Linked DNA regions of Rattus norvegicus: region 2 is linked to region 1. Evidence: chromatin contacts called from public Hi-C data. All regions are on one chromosome and are shown on one strand. Each heading gives the region's core, a stretch centred on a gene start, on an enhancer-like site or on the middle of the called end of the contact. The rest is flanking DNA. Distances are from core to core; before and after follow the strand shown. Region 1 has its middle 15 kb from the start of Rnf19a. Region 2 overlaps Ankrd46 (ankyrin repeat domain 46).

Region 1 (7,405 bases), core at 3,498-5,997:
GGCTCACAGTATGGGAGGTTCTCACCTCTAACTAGTTGATCTTATTGCTTTGGACCTGTAGCAAGGCAGGCCCATTCTGAAGGGAGCATGTGGTAGAGCTTAACTGCTCACCTCATGACCAGGAAGAAAGATAGGAAGGGGCCAAAATGCCACAACCTCCTTCAGGGGGTGTGCCCACCATGATCTCAGGACCCCCCAACAAGCTCCTCCTCAAAGAGATTGCACCAGTTTCCAACAACACCATTTTGGGACCAAGCTGTTAACCTGGGGAGCCCCGTGGGGGACATTTATCCAAACCATAGCAAACCAAACCTCACGAATTTGACAGTCTAGTGACAGAAACAGAGGCAGCCGACAAATTTCTGATTGGCTGAGATAACAGCTTATCTGCCTTTTCACCATGCTGTGTCTGTCCCTCTGTGTCACTCGACTTCTGGAGGGCCACTACCCTCCCTCCTGTCTCAGAAGAGCTGGCCCATTTTCTTCTCAGCAGTCCTTGAATTCATCTCTCCTCCGTGTTCTCACTCCTCATGCTTCTCAGTATTTATTACTCTGAAATACCTGATACTCTATTTTTACCCTTGAAACAGCCTGCGCTGTACAGAAAACCACCAAAGAAATACTGAGTGTGTTTGGTAGAATCTTCAAGCATCGTTTTGGCAGTTTCCTCAAGAACCATTTTGTACTTTTATCCTTTTGAAACTTGTGTGTAACCTCAAATGATCAGGATGGGAGCCAATAGATTGATATCCTTGGATCTAGATTACACATTCCTCCAAATGGTTTCTCAGAAATTGTGTCAGTTTTTTTGTTTTAAGGGATTTTATTTGGATTGTCTTCTAGGTACTTTCTGTTGCTCTGGAAAAATCCCACACATCTAGGTTTACTTTCTGTAACTCATTTTAGCCTAGCTAAGAAGTGTAAAGAAACATTGCTCCCATTCTGTGCCAGTAAGGAAGAGAGTTTTGGACTCTGGGAATCTTTACAAAACACCCTATAGATCTCATCTTGTTATGGTTATCCTCTGGGAGGCCAGGACAAGGTGGCCCTAGTGGTACTAGTGGTTTTTCCTTTCCTTTTCAAATGAGTATTAGCCTTCCTTTGGAAAGCATTTGATTCCTCTTTTTAACGAATACAAAAGGTCATTACACAAAACAGTACTGAAGAGAGTCTACGAGCGTGTGGACAGTTCTGTCCCACTGCTGCTCTTCAAGGCATCAATATCTGACACTGCTTGAGGTGTTGACCCAAGCTGAGTGAGTTTCCGAAGAACTGGGAAATCCATCTGGGCAGACAGGCAGGCACTATCAGCAGGGGAGAGATCTGAGTCCGGGGTGTCCTGGGGGTGTGCGTTGGGGGTGTGGGGGTGTGTGTGGGAGTGTGAGAGCCAGAGCACGTGGCTCTTTGGTAAGAGAGGCATTTCCACTGTGGAAGGCATTCGTTAAGAGATGCGTGTGTGCAAGGCCCTGGGTTCAGTCCCCAGCTCCGAAAAAAAAGAACCAAAAAAAAAAAAAAAAAAAAAAAAAAGAGAGATGTGTGTGTAAGGGCTATCCCAGGCACATTACCACTGCCCTTGGATGCAGAGAGAGGCTTTATTTTGCCTTCAAGTATCACAGTTGTATAGTCTCATCTGGGATCATAACTGGAACTTTTCTAGAACCTTAAAGTACTTAGAATTGTTATTCCCGATAAGACCTACATCTCTAATACGTTCTTGCTGGGTATGGTGGTACGTGTATCTGAGCACTCAGGTGAGTCTCTTTTCATATTCATGTCTATATTTGTATTATATACATGTATCATATGCATGTGTGTATACATGTATGTAGGTATGTGTCCAAAAGTGAAGGTGCCCTCAGAGGTCGGAAGAGGTCAGGTCATCTGGAGTTGGCATCATAGGCAGCTATGAGACCCCTGCCATGGGTGCTGGGAACTGAGCTCAGGCTCTCTGCAAGAGCACCACACACCCTGAACCACCTCTCTAGCTCCACTTAGGATTTTTTCATGTGGGAGCAGGCTCAAGTGGGTGGGAGGGTGGTACTGGTGCTGAGATAGCCCTGGGGACTAAGTAAAGCAAGTCTGTCAGGGAGAGATCAGTAGTGGAAATCATGAAGTACAAGGGGCCTCGAATTTTAATAATGTTAATGTGCATCTACATGAGACAGGTTCACGCTGGTGCTCTTGGATCCGTGGGTGGGAGAGAGCTTAGGGACAGAGACATTAGCATTTCAAGACCCCTCTAGAGCTGCTGTCTTTTACTGTCCACAGGAGAAAGGCCAAAGGTACCAAAGTGTTTGCCTGTCCAGAACAGCTGGCACTAGCCAAAAATGAAAGCAGAGGTTGACGGTGACTAATTAAAATGGCAGGTCAAAGTTCAGGTACACATACACAAACATGGGGACAGAGAGCGAGTGAGAGAGAGAGAGAGAGAGAGAGAGAGAGAGAGAGAGAGAGAGAGAGAGAGCTGGCTAGTGAGGCCACCACACACAGTCAGTCATTAGCAAGCAGTAGCCACCATAGTTTTAGACTGGTTTCTGTCTACAGCAAGGTGCAAAGACTTCCTGCTTCTCAAGTTGTATTTTGGCAAGTGACTAGATGAAGTCCAAAAGAAACAAGAAGAGATTTGAAAGAAAAAGTAGAAAGTCCCATTTGGCTTGAAATACACAATTTGCATAGTTACAAAAGGCCTCCTAAGGAAAAAGATCTGCGATTTGGTGGCTCCCGAGCTCAAAAATGAGTGAAGTATGACACGGTATCAAAGAAAAAGGCCGTGAAACCTTAAACCATGCTGGCGAAGCATAGTGTCCAGGTAAACTGAGTGACCGTCCCACAGCAGCAGCAGCAGCAGCAGCTCAGGCTTTTATTATCAGATTTTAAAGGTAGACAAAATGAGGCATCTGCCTGTAATCTCAGCACTTAGATGCTGAGGTAGGAGGCAACCTTAGCTCCTGAGGGTGAGTCCAGCTTGGGCTATATAGTTAGTCTCAGGCTAGCTTTTGAATAGAGAGTGAGACCCTGACCTACACACACACACACACACACACACACCCTAAAAACAACAACAACAACACAGAAAAAACAAGGAGGAGGACTGAATAGACTGAAAGCTGTCCTAGCATGAGTTCAAAGCCTCAGGACACACATGACTGTAACCCCAGTGGCAGAGACAAGATGGTCCCTGTAGCCTAGCTGTGGGCTCAGTAAGAAACTCTGTCTCAAAGGCTTAAAGTCAAGGGTGGTAGAGCAGGACACCGGATGTCCTTCTCCGGCCTTTGCATGTGCATGTACAGACACATATACACCAAAGTCTCTACCCCCACCCACACGTGGGGGTGTGGTGGGGGTGGGAGCATGAATCTTGAGAAAGATAAATAGGTCACAGAAGAACTATGTCACCAGATATGTGGTCAAAGAACTGGTTGTGCTTGACTGAAGGAGAAAAGACCGGGCTGAAATGAACTGTTGCTGCACAAAGGATCTTGTGATGAAAGAGATGGATTTATAGTTATCCCGAGGGCAAGCTGAGAGTTGGACTTGAGCTTAATGAAAAGCAGCCATTTAAAGAATCAAACCTGCATGACGACATAGTACTCCTACACCCAGAAGCAGTCACTGCTGAATGCGTCCCAGGGAGGTTAGAGTGGCTTTGTTAGGAATTCTAAGAGAGTAGGCCTTGTAGGGGCACTGGGGAGGTAGAACAGCAGAGGCAGTGCCTGGGTCAGATGGCCTACCAAGTCGAATGTTTCTGTCCAGTGTCGCTTTCTGTCCCTTCCACTGTTTGTCCCATGTCTCCAACTTCTCTGCCATTTGGACATTTTCTCCCTTTAAAGATGTTTGTTTGTTTGTTTGTTTGTTTGTTTGTTTGTTTGAGATGGGGGTCTCACTAGGTAATCCCAGCTGTCCTGGAATTCACTATGTAGACCAGGCTGGCCTCAACCCACAGAGCCTGCCTCCTTAGATTGGGGATTAAAGGTTGGCAACTCCATGATGGGTCCTTTCTATTCCTAAGGGAATAATCACCGTCTGACCCTTTCATTCGCTCTCAGAATAGAAGGTAACACTTTTCACCTGTTTAGTATTTTGGTCTTGGGCCAGTGAGATGGTTCAGCAAGTAAAAGCACTTGGTACCAAGCCTAATAATCTGAGTTTAATACCCAGGACAGACATGACAGAAGGACAGAACTGACTGATTCTCCCAAGTTCTCTTTTGACTTCACAAGAGTGCCAAGGCATGTACACACACACACACACACACACACACACACACACACACACACACACACACTAAGCAAATGTAAAAGAAAATAATAATAAACAGGACCTTGATTTCCCCTGAGACCCACCATCATCCTCTCTCCTCCCTCACTTTTGGTTCTTAGATTAGATTTATGACACCCAGGAAAGGTCATGTACCATTTGCCTGGCTTACAAGTGCCTCATACATTGATTATTTCCGGGAAAGTGAAGTGACCCAAACTGACCAGTATTAATTAGTTCAAAGATCAAAGATCTGTACCATAACTGTTAGGGAAAAGTTGGGGACTTTTTTTTTTCTCGGTAAGCTGTAGTAGATAGAAGCCAGTGTTGAAAGAAAAAGAAGTCAGCCCATTAAGGAGGATATGGGGAATGGAGAAAGACTATTCCGACGACATGCCCCCAATAAACCCCACCCATCCTGATATGCCCCGCCCACCCCAGTAAACACTGCTCACCTTGACTTAGATCTCTGTCTCTTGAAGCCAATGTGTCCTTTCGGTTTTAAACTCACCCAGTCCTTGCTTCTTGGCCTGTCGAGATTTGACTCCTGCACACCTCTCCAGCACAGTTTCTTTCCACAGCCCTCTGGTCTCTTTCTGTGGAGCTGCTGCACAGGTGACTGCAGGGCCCAGAGTCTGGCCTTCTGGGTCTGCTTCTGAAGACTGACACATCTCCCAACACGCTTTCAGGAAACATTTCACTCCTAAATGCCTTAGCCCCACTCCTAAATGCTCGAGCTGGCCTTGCTCACCCCCCTGTCCTGTCTGCAGTGTGTCCATCTCTTTCCTCTTAGGATTTGGATCCCAGGAGTCATGTAAGTCACACTCACTAACCCCTCCTAAACTACTTAAACACTCAGATCCCACATCTCAGCTCCCGCCATCTTGTTAGAGACTCAGAGGGACACGAGCCCGAGTGATGGCGTTGTCTTGGGAAGAATTCACATCATGGAGAAGAGGAGAAGACCATCATCATTCTTGGGTCAGGGCACATTCTGTTACTGGGATGAGATGCTGGAGACAAAACTTGTAGAAGAGGTTCTTTGATTCTGGTTTTCATTGCTTTGAACCTATGATAAGACAACATGTTTTAGAGGGGACAAACCATTCCCCTTATGGCCAGGGAACAAGAATGAAGAGAGACTATTGCCCCTTCAAAGGGATACTCTCACATGACCCAAAGACCCCAAAATTTCCCTCAGAGTTCTATCATGTTCCTACAGCACTCAGCATGGGCAACCCTTTAACACGAGTCTTCAGGAAACACCAAGTTTCTAACTGCTTCAGCTCCTAGTCACGTGTGCCCACTGTAGCGTCTTCTGAGACATCTTATTGAGAATAGATGTCTAAATCCACACAGAGCAAATGGGGCCAAAGGGTCTCTCTTGCTCTGTTCCTCAGTTCCTACCCAACAACCCTTATCCTTGGCACATGATAACAATCAGCGTTTTATGTCCCGGCCCAGAGCAAGTCTGTACATACCCAAGAACACAAGTATGTGTCCTCCCCACCCTGCTCTTCATACATAGGGCTGGCCTTTGCTCTTCTTTTTCTTCTCAGGAATAGCCCCTGGAAGCTGGGTATTACTGGCACATGCCTACAATCCCAGAATTTAGAAGAAGGAAGCAAAGGGAACAGAGGTTAAAGGTCATTTGTGACTACATAGTAAGTCTGAGGTCAGTCTAGGTTACATCAGATACTCTCTTCAAAAAAAAAAAAGGAACAATATTCTAGAGAATATTAATTCAATTAATATTACTTCAAAACTCTTTTGACTGGAGCCATTGTCTTGGAACCTGGACTCTGCAACCGGGCGCCTGATACCACCCCCATTGTGCACCTGTGGTCCCTTTTGGTTCCTGGTCCAAAATGGCAACCCTCAAGGACCATCAGTGTCTTAATGGAGGACTTGGCAGCTCAGCTTGCCCTTGTCGATGTCATGGAAGACGAGCAGAAGGGAGAGATGATGGATCTCCAGCCTGGCAGCCTCTTCCTTAGGACACCAGAAACTGTCTCCAGCAAAGACTACAGTGTGACTGCAAACTCCAAACTGATCATTGTCACACGGGGGCCGACAGCTGGAGGGAGAGAGCCGGCTCAACGGTTCAGCGAGACGTGAACATCTTCAAGTCCGTCGTTCCCAACTGTGAAGTGCAGTACGCACTGCAAGCCGCTCATTGTCTCACCCGCTGGATATCTTGACCTACGACCTATGTGGCTTTCCCCAAAACAGAGTTACCGGGAGTGATCACAATCTGGACTCAGCTGGGCGCTGTTACCTGATGGGAGAAAGGCTGCGCGTTCACCCGCTGAGCTGTCATGGATGGGTCCTAGGGGAGCATGGTGACTCATGTGTGGAGTGACGTGAATGTTGCCAGTGTCTCCCTGAGGAATCTGAACCCAGAACTGGGCACCACCGATGCAGATAAGGAGCAATGGAAGGAGGTTCACAAGCAGGTGGTTGACAGTACTACGAGGTGATCATTTTTGTTCATTTTATTTCATGTATGACTCTGTGCTCTCTCTCTCTCTCTCTCTAGAGAGAGAGCGCATCTTTCAGTATTTTCACTTTTGTCATTTTCTACTTTCATCTTGTTCTTTTCTATTATGTTTTCTGTGTGTATGTGTATGAGTGTGAGTGTGCATGTATGAGCGTGAGTGAATGTGTATATAAATGTGCTTCTGTGTATAGTGTGTGTGTATGTATACATAAATATGACTGTGTAAATTAGTGAGTGTGTGTATGAGTGTGTGAGTATGTATGTATATATATATGAGTGTGTGAATGTGTATATAAGTGTGTGAGTATTGTGTGTGCGACTGTTGTGTGTGTGTGTATATGTAAATGTGTATATGAGTGCAAGTGTGTTGTGCATGCATGTGAGCTCTCACCACAGTGCTCTGGTGGAGATCAGAGGACAACTTATGGAAGTTTTCTCCTTTCACCTTGTGGGTCCCTGGGCTGGGCTGCAGGAGCCTTTATCTGCTGGGTCATCACAACGGTCATTGCCATTTTGGGTGAAAATTATTTCAAAAACTGTTATGCACATCATGGCAGGTTTTTTTGTGTTTTTTTTTGTTGTTGTTGTTGTTTTTTACAAAAACAAGGTAAACACAACTTGACCCATTTTAAAAGACTCGATGTTAGC
Region 2 (7,405 bases), core at 1,454-3,953, 170 kb after region 1:
ACATGATGCCATGTGAAGGTCAGAGGGCGCCTTTTGACCTTCATTTCTCTCCTTCCCATTCAGGCTTTCATGGCAAGTGCTTTTCCCACTGAGTCATCCTGCTGACCAGGAACTGGTCTCACATTCCCTACTGCTTGTTCATTCATTCGTTCATTCATTCGTTCGTTCATTCATTCATTCATTCATTCACTCATTCACAGGGTCTTGCTATGTAGTTCAGTCTGGCCTAGGACTCATTTTGTAGCTGAAGCTGGCCTCAAATTCTCAATCTTGCGTCAGTCTCCTGAGCATTGGGAACACAGGTGTGTGTGTGTGTGTGTGTGTGTGTGTGTGTGTGTGTGTGTGTGTGTGTGTGTATGACCATGTCCAGATTTCTTCTGCTCATTTTACCTCTCTTATACCTCAACAGGAAATGAGTTCATTTTTCTTCTGCAAGAAGAGTGATCCTAGCTAAAAATAATAAATTAAGAAATTCCCTTTCAACCTTCACATCCACACACTACACTCAAGTGAATTTTTTAATTTACCTTTTTGGTTATGTTTATGAACACGAAGTCTCAAATTATGAATTTTCATTTTGAACATTTTAAAATGTTAAATGTTAAAATTTACAATGTTTAAAATGGTAGTATAAATAGTCTATAAACAGACTCAAGTGTTCATGGCCCTATCATGAGCAGTGTAAACACCACAGGGAAAACAGGAGCTCTGCCTGGGGGTGTGAAGGCCGCCCTGTGGTAGACTGAAAGTCTACAGTGTACTACATATGAGCTGTCCACTGCTCACGAAAGCTCACCACCGTCACAATCCCTTCCTTCCTGCTCTCCCAACCAGCGGCACAGAACAAAACCAGCACACAGCAACGCCTCAGAGCCCGGACTCCCAGAGAGCATGGGCGCATTCATGCAGACTGGCAGTTTTTGATCCAATGATTTGATTTGACTCTTGACACTTAACCAATGCTCATACATTATTGGAGATGTGTTACTGGTCTCCAGATGCTGACTTCCTAATGGGCCCTTTGTGCTCAACACCCAGATTCCTTCTTTATGAAGAACTAATACAACAAGACACTTGCAGTAAGTCTACAACAGTATGGAAATTTAAGAAAATTCCAGCAAGGTCTATAAGATTAGAATGTTGAGAAGTCAAATTAAAACAAAGAGACTTTTGATATTTCATTTGCTTGAGCTGACACCTCTCACACTAAGAGATCCCTGTGTAGACTGAGAATTCTGTGAGCCTTCTCCAGGAGCCCACTGAGCTCTGCTGATAAACACAGACTAACAGAGGCTAGGGAATGCATCCATCCTACCATTCAGGGACTAGTCGACCCTAGTAGAGAGGAGGGTGTGAGGTATGGGTATGTAGGTGTGTGTGTGTGTGTGTGTGTGTGTGTGTGTGTGTGTGCGTGTGTGTGTGTATGTATATATATGTATGTATATATGTATATATGTGTGTGTGTGTGTGTGTGTGTGTGTATATATATATATATATATATATATATATATATATATATAGAGAGAGAGAGAGAGAGAGAGAGAGATAGATTCATTTTGAGATAGGGTCTTATTGGAACAGCCTCAAACTCACTATGTAGACCAGGCTGTCCTCAAACTTGAGGCGACCTCTTGCTTCTGTCTCCCAGTGCTAAATTTCAAGCATGTGCCACCCTACCTGGCTTAGTCTTTTCTTTAAACACATGTCAGCTTCACTGTTTCTGTCATCCAATTGTCATAACAATAATACAGTTAGGGTTGGAGAGATGGCTCACTGGCTAAGGGCACTGGCCACTGTTTCAAAGGACGCAGGCTTGATTCCTAGCACCAACTCAGAGGCTCACAAGTATCTGTAACTTCAGTTCAGGGGATCTGATGCCCTCTTCTGGCCTCTGTTGGAACTGCACACCTGTGATACACACACATACATGCAGACAAAAAACATCCATACACATAGAACAAATATTGTTAAGAGAATAAGACTGAACTTGGATGAATACGCAGATGGAGAAATACTGACTAAGTCATACACTAGCTAACCTGTCTCACAGAAAGAACCCTACGAAAATACATGGCAAACATACTGCTTGGAAGGTGGACAAGATCAAGCTGTAAGACCACCTCCTACTTAGTCCTCTACTTGTTTTTTGCTAATTTGTGCTAAAACGTTCATCTTTTTATGTCTCTATAGCCCTGGGTGGCCTGGAACTCACAGAGATCCTCCTGCCTCTGCCTTCCAGTGCTGGAATTAGAGCCATGTGCCCTGCTGGCTGGAACTTAGTGGTTCTGAGGACTTTCAAAGGTGTCAACTATGTCTACTATCTAATTCCCAGCCCGTCATCAGTGCTGCCTCAAACTCTGCACACATCGGTCACCCTCACTGTCCTCTCAGACCCTAGGGACCCGCAATCTCCTTTCTTCCCTGCTGGGCATTTCATACCAACAGAATAAATCGTGTGTGACCTTTTACGCCTGCTTTTCCATACAGCATTTTTTAGTATTTATTCTGGCTGAAGCATCTGCCAATACTTGATTAGTTTTTATAGCACTGTAACACTCCTTTGGATAAACAGGCAATGTTTCTTCTTTCCTCAGTGGATATATGTACCTAGGCGTGGAATTGTGGGGTCACATTCTAACTCTGTATTCCTTTTGATAAGCTGTCAGACTGTTTTCCAAAGTGGCTCTCCTGTTCCATGCTGTCCTCAAGAGTCTACTTTCCCCACAACCTCAATAACAGCAGTGACAGCCTACCTGTCTGGTACAGCTGTCCTCAGAGTTAAGGACTATTCCACTATTTGATCTGTATTTTCTTGTCTTTCTGTAAGGGATTTATTCACTTCCCTATTTGTATTTTTATAATGTTGTTTTTAAGTGGAATTTAATCTAGGCTACTATGGCACCGAGAGCAGGAGTAGGAAGGGGAACTGAGTGGCAGGGGTGTTAATCATTTACGTCAAGAAACTTCAGTGTCACAGAGCTGTAAGTAACACAAAGGCCAACGAGGGCAAAGGAAAGCAGTTCACATTGCTACCAAGCATGACTCAGTTAATTAGTAATTATGACAGGCAGAATAAAGTCCAAGTGTATTCCTGATAAAGAGACCTATGGCCAGGATCGAAGTGCAAGCAGGAAAACACAAATTCATGAGCACAAGGCTGCGGCTGGATAAACACAACAGTTAGGAGCACTTGTGTGCAGCCTTGAGAGCTAGAGCTTAAACCCCTGTACCCACATAGCAGGCCAGGCACCCCTCACGTCCGGTAACCCCACTTCTGAGGGAGGGGAAGAATGGAGAAAACACAGGCCTGGGTTCAGGAGAAACCCTGCCTCAAAAGAATGAGTGGAGAGTGGTTGACAGGCACCGGAAACCTCTTCTGGCCTCTCTAGTCGTGCACAGATGCAGACATCAGTGTACACAAATGCACACAGTCAGACAGACAGACAGTCAGACAGACAGACATCTTTCAGAAGAAGCTTACAGTAATCTGATATAGAAAGATGAAGACACATTTCCCATTACTCTGCAGAGACAGAGTTAAGCGCTGTTGCTTGCCCTGGGCACACGGATTCTGAACCCTGCAGAGGGGAAGGAGAGGGCCGCCTCTATGTCTGAGCCCCTGCTGCTTTGCCTACCTGTCAGTGTCTGGAAAACTCACGAGTGTCACCAGTTCACAGTGAAACCTTGAGCTCCCTTAGGACAACAGGAAGTGCTTGTGACAAAGCAGGACCAGGGAGGGTGTGGAGCCACAGCCATCAGAGGAAGGAAGCTGGCCCAGCCGAGAAGGCATCCCAAGCTGGGCTGTGAAGGGCTGACCTCGGTGATCCAGATGGTGTGTGGGACAGAGGCCCGGGCACTCTGCTACAGCTGGAAAGCTGGCAAGTGACGACTGAGCTCGCTGAGTATTTCAACGCTGAGACGCCAAGAGCCCTAGACTCTGTGCCACTTCAACCTAGGTCAGGCCTATCGGCTCTGCCTGTCAAACCATCCGGGCAGAGCAGACCACTCTACAGACCTTGACTGACCTCGCCTGTGCTGCCCACCCTGCGAGGTGATGGTAAGAAACAATCACACATGAAGACCTTGCCAGTCCCCACAACTGGGCTCCGAGTGTATAGATTATACTTCCTGCTCACATCAAAGTTCCTTTTTCGTTTGCTTGAGTTGTGAGCACTTGTGTATGATTGAGACCCACATAATCAGGGTCTTACTATGTGGCCCAGGCAGGCTTAGAATTTGTGGAAATTCTCCTGCTCACCTCTGAGGGTCAGTATTGCAGGTGTGAGACTGGAGAAAGACTTTCAGTGGCGGTGTCTGCTTATGATGAGTCTTCCTCCCTCTATGGATCCCCGCACTCCACCAACCGGCCCTTGCAGTTGCTGACTGACACAACCCACCTTCTGTCTTTAATACATCCCATTCATTCCTGTGATCTGCACTTAAAACTCTGAGTCTCTGGGTTGGGGATTTAGCTCAGTGGTAGAGCGCTTGCCTAGGAAGCGCAAGGCCCTGGGTTCGGTCCCCAGCTCCGAAAAAAAGAACCAAAAAAAAAAAAACCTCTGAGTCTCCTTTCCTCAGACCCTGCCTTTAGCTGTCTCCTGCCCAACTCATCCACTGTGGTGCACTCTTTGTGCTCTGTGAGCAAGTGTGCCATCACTGGGCACTTCTGTCAAGTTCTGCAACTGTAATCTGAAGCCACAGGTTCAAAGACAACGTCACTCAGCCCGTGCCTTAGATAGTGGAGTCCTCAGTACCTTTCGCTCTCCGCCGTCTGCATGGTCTCCAATTTCGAGTGTGTGCCTCTGTTAAATCCTTTTACTTCCTGTTCTTCCAAAGACTCCAGCAGTCGGATGACATCTTTATTCACACCCCGGCGCTTTGCCAGAACTAAAGGGGTAGCACCTTGATGATTGCTGAAAAGGGTCACAAAAAGAAAGGGTCACTGTCGTGGCAACACCACATGGCTAGCTCCTGTCAGTGAGGAAAGTGTACGCCAATGGTTCATAAGTCAAACACAGCAGAGCCAAGAAACCAGAAACTGACACTTGAATCAACATTTAGGGAAAACAAAGAACAGATGACAGTAAATAAAAGAGAAAAAGAGAACTTCTAGAGTAGAATCGGGAAGTCGAGTCCTAGAGTCCTAGACCCATTCTTTGTGTACACAGTGAGTATATTCATATATGTACATACACATGTCTCTAGACTCAGTCTTTATACACAGTGAGTATATTCATGCATGTCCATGTCCATGTATACTTATACATATGTATGTATACAGACATATATATTTATATATGTATATGAATGAAAGCTGTCTTAGCGCTGCACTATCTGACTCTAGCAAAGGAAGAGCAGACAGACTTACTCCACTCTGTCCTGCTGTCACAGACACATCTGCTGCCATGCTCTGCTCCGCTCGGCCATGGCTCTGGGATGCCAGGACAGCAGGAACCAGAAACTTCAAGTTCAAGCTCAGCTTTGAGGGGAGCTGGCCCTCCCACTCAGGAGACTGTATAGAACTGGTTCAAACAAAACCCCAGTGTCCTCCAGCTGTCTCTCCTTAGGACTCAGGCCTGGAGCTAGGATGGGGTAGCATGTTCTGACGGACACACATGAGCTGTGCAGAGGAACTAGTTCAAACTCCAGCCTTTATAAGCTGTGTGACTTCTTGACACGCCTGTCTCATGTGTAACATGAGAAAAGGGAGGGTTCAGGAATAATGTTCAACATACAGAAACCTGCATGGGAGAAATCTAAAAAATAATTAAAAGCTGCTAGAGAGAGAGCTTCTCACTGTGAGCTTAGAATAAGCTGATAGAACAGTTCCCTTCTGCTGCTCAACTGTACTTCATAATTAACAGAAGCCACATGTGCACACACAGCGCTCCAGGGCTCCCACACTGCCCCACTAAGTGCTTGGGCTTCCACACCTTTCTGAACTTGTCATGACAATGGGCCAGGTGGTGATCGGCCCACAGCCTGCATGTCTAATGGGAAGAAACGATGAGGCTTCAAATGAACAAAGAACTCACCAAATATCAATTTTGAGCCCGTTGGAAACTAAGAACTGGATGGTGTCCACATGGCCACACAGGTGGAGGGCTGTGTTCCCCTGATAATCCGTGGCCAGTGGATCAGCACCAAACTTATGTAGCAGCTGGCAGATGTCCACGTTCCCTCGGGCTGCGGCGAGGTGCAGGCCTGTTCTGCCTCTGCTGTCTCGGATATTTGGGTCAAAGCCACTTTCCAGAAGCCTCTTAGAATAGGTGAAGTCCCCATCGATGCAAGCTTGAAGCAAGGGCACATTAGTCTGTGAAGAGTCATTCACAAAAACGTAGGACATGGTCTGTGGTGGACGGACACCCCTGCAGTGAGAGATGAGGTGAGGGCAGCGGCAGCCGGTCAGAGGAACTCTATTACCGTTCTTGTCTTGTTCTCCGAATAAATTTTCTCACCAAACAATAATCATAAAAGTATCTACTGTGTTTCATATTCCCCTAAAAGATTTTATTTTCTTCCTATCAAAATGGCAATTAAATTACTGTAAAACTTTTAATTTTTATCACAATAAAGGGCTAAAACAATTATATTTGAGGTCATCCCCTTATAAGGAAACACATGTGAACTTTAAGCCATCTCCACATGCACACACTACAGCTGGTACTCTCATTTAGTGCGTGGTAGCTCTTCATACACTTCCTTCTTATATGAGATGCTCTACAGAGTTGACAGAAGTACCTGTGGGAAAAGCCCACCGACCCAACGTGATCTACCCCATCCAACACCGTATCTGAGGCACAGAACTTAAGACTTTATTCAAAATCTAAAGGAACCAACACGCTGATTTTTAAATGCCATTAAATCAACAGACTTACAGAATTAATCCTCTTCTGCTGTGTTTATAGTCACCTCAATACTCGGTTTTGTCAAACTCCCAGGGTCTAAGGACTGAGATATGAGGAAGACACACACGGGCCAAGACAGTAGCTGTGCCCACAGTACGGTCCACACACCAAAGCGCCACTGGGTTGTGCTCTCTGAATTCCCTGGAAGCTAGGCACACAGTAGGCATTGTGTAGCAGAGAGACACATCTGAAAACTATACACTGAGCGCAGCCCTGCGCAGCCGCAGCCAAGCACACTCTGTTTCACAGCTCTCTCCTTACCCGCTGCTTCAACTAAAAAGAAATAAAGTCTCTCAAAAGGAAGTCTGAAGAGAGAACAGAAAAACAGAGACCAGGCATTTACAGAGAAGGCTCTGTTTAAAAACAACAACAACAAAAAAAAAAAAACAAAAAAAACCCAGTTGCTTATTTTTCTATCATGTGTGCATGTCTGTACATATCACGTGTACGCACCATGGTGCATGTGAGAAGGCCAGAGAACAACTTGTCTGACTTGG

The links. A called contact is a pair of places that touch in the nucleus more often than the background predicts.
Region 2: a Hi-C map of liver shows a contact between it and region 1, with 2.6 times the contacts expected there. The contact joins two enhancer-like sites. A contact is called at or near these places in 4 of 12 Hi-C or Micro-C datasets (kidney, liver, prefrontal cortex and 1 more) and 1 of 1 datasets of contacts at active chromatin or transcription factors (oligodendrocytes).

What each region holds. Positions count from the first base shown.
Region 1 is chr7:69,361,209-69,368,613 of GRCr8, forward strand. It overlaps the pseudogene Ldha-ps28. Among named protein-coding and RNA genes, the nearest start is that of Rnf19a, 15 kb to the left of the region's middle. Within about 2 kb of position 4,748, at least 2 of the 93 cell types and tissues checked have an H3K27ac peak or open chromatin away from gene starts, as enhancers often do. A contact at or near this core is called in liver, where this site is marked.
Region 2 is chr7:69,534,833-69,542,237 of GRCr8, forward strand. It overlaps Ankrd46 (ankyrin repeat domain 46), which reads right to left. Exons shown (of 5, transcript NM_001013948.2): 3 at 6,036-6,368; 4 at 4,755-4,913. The coding sequence starts at 6,346. Among named protein-coding and RNA genes, the nearest start is that of Ankrd46, 15 kb to the right of the region's middle. Within about 2 kb of position 2,704, at least 5 of the 93 cell types and tissues checked have an H3K27ac peak or open chromatin away from gene starts, as enhancers often do. A contact at or near this core is called in liver, where this site is marked.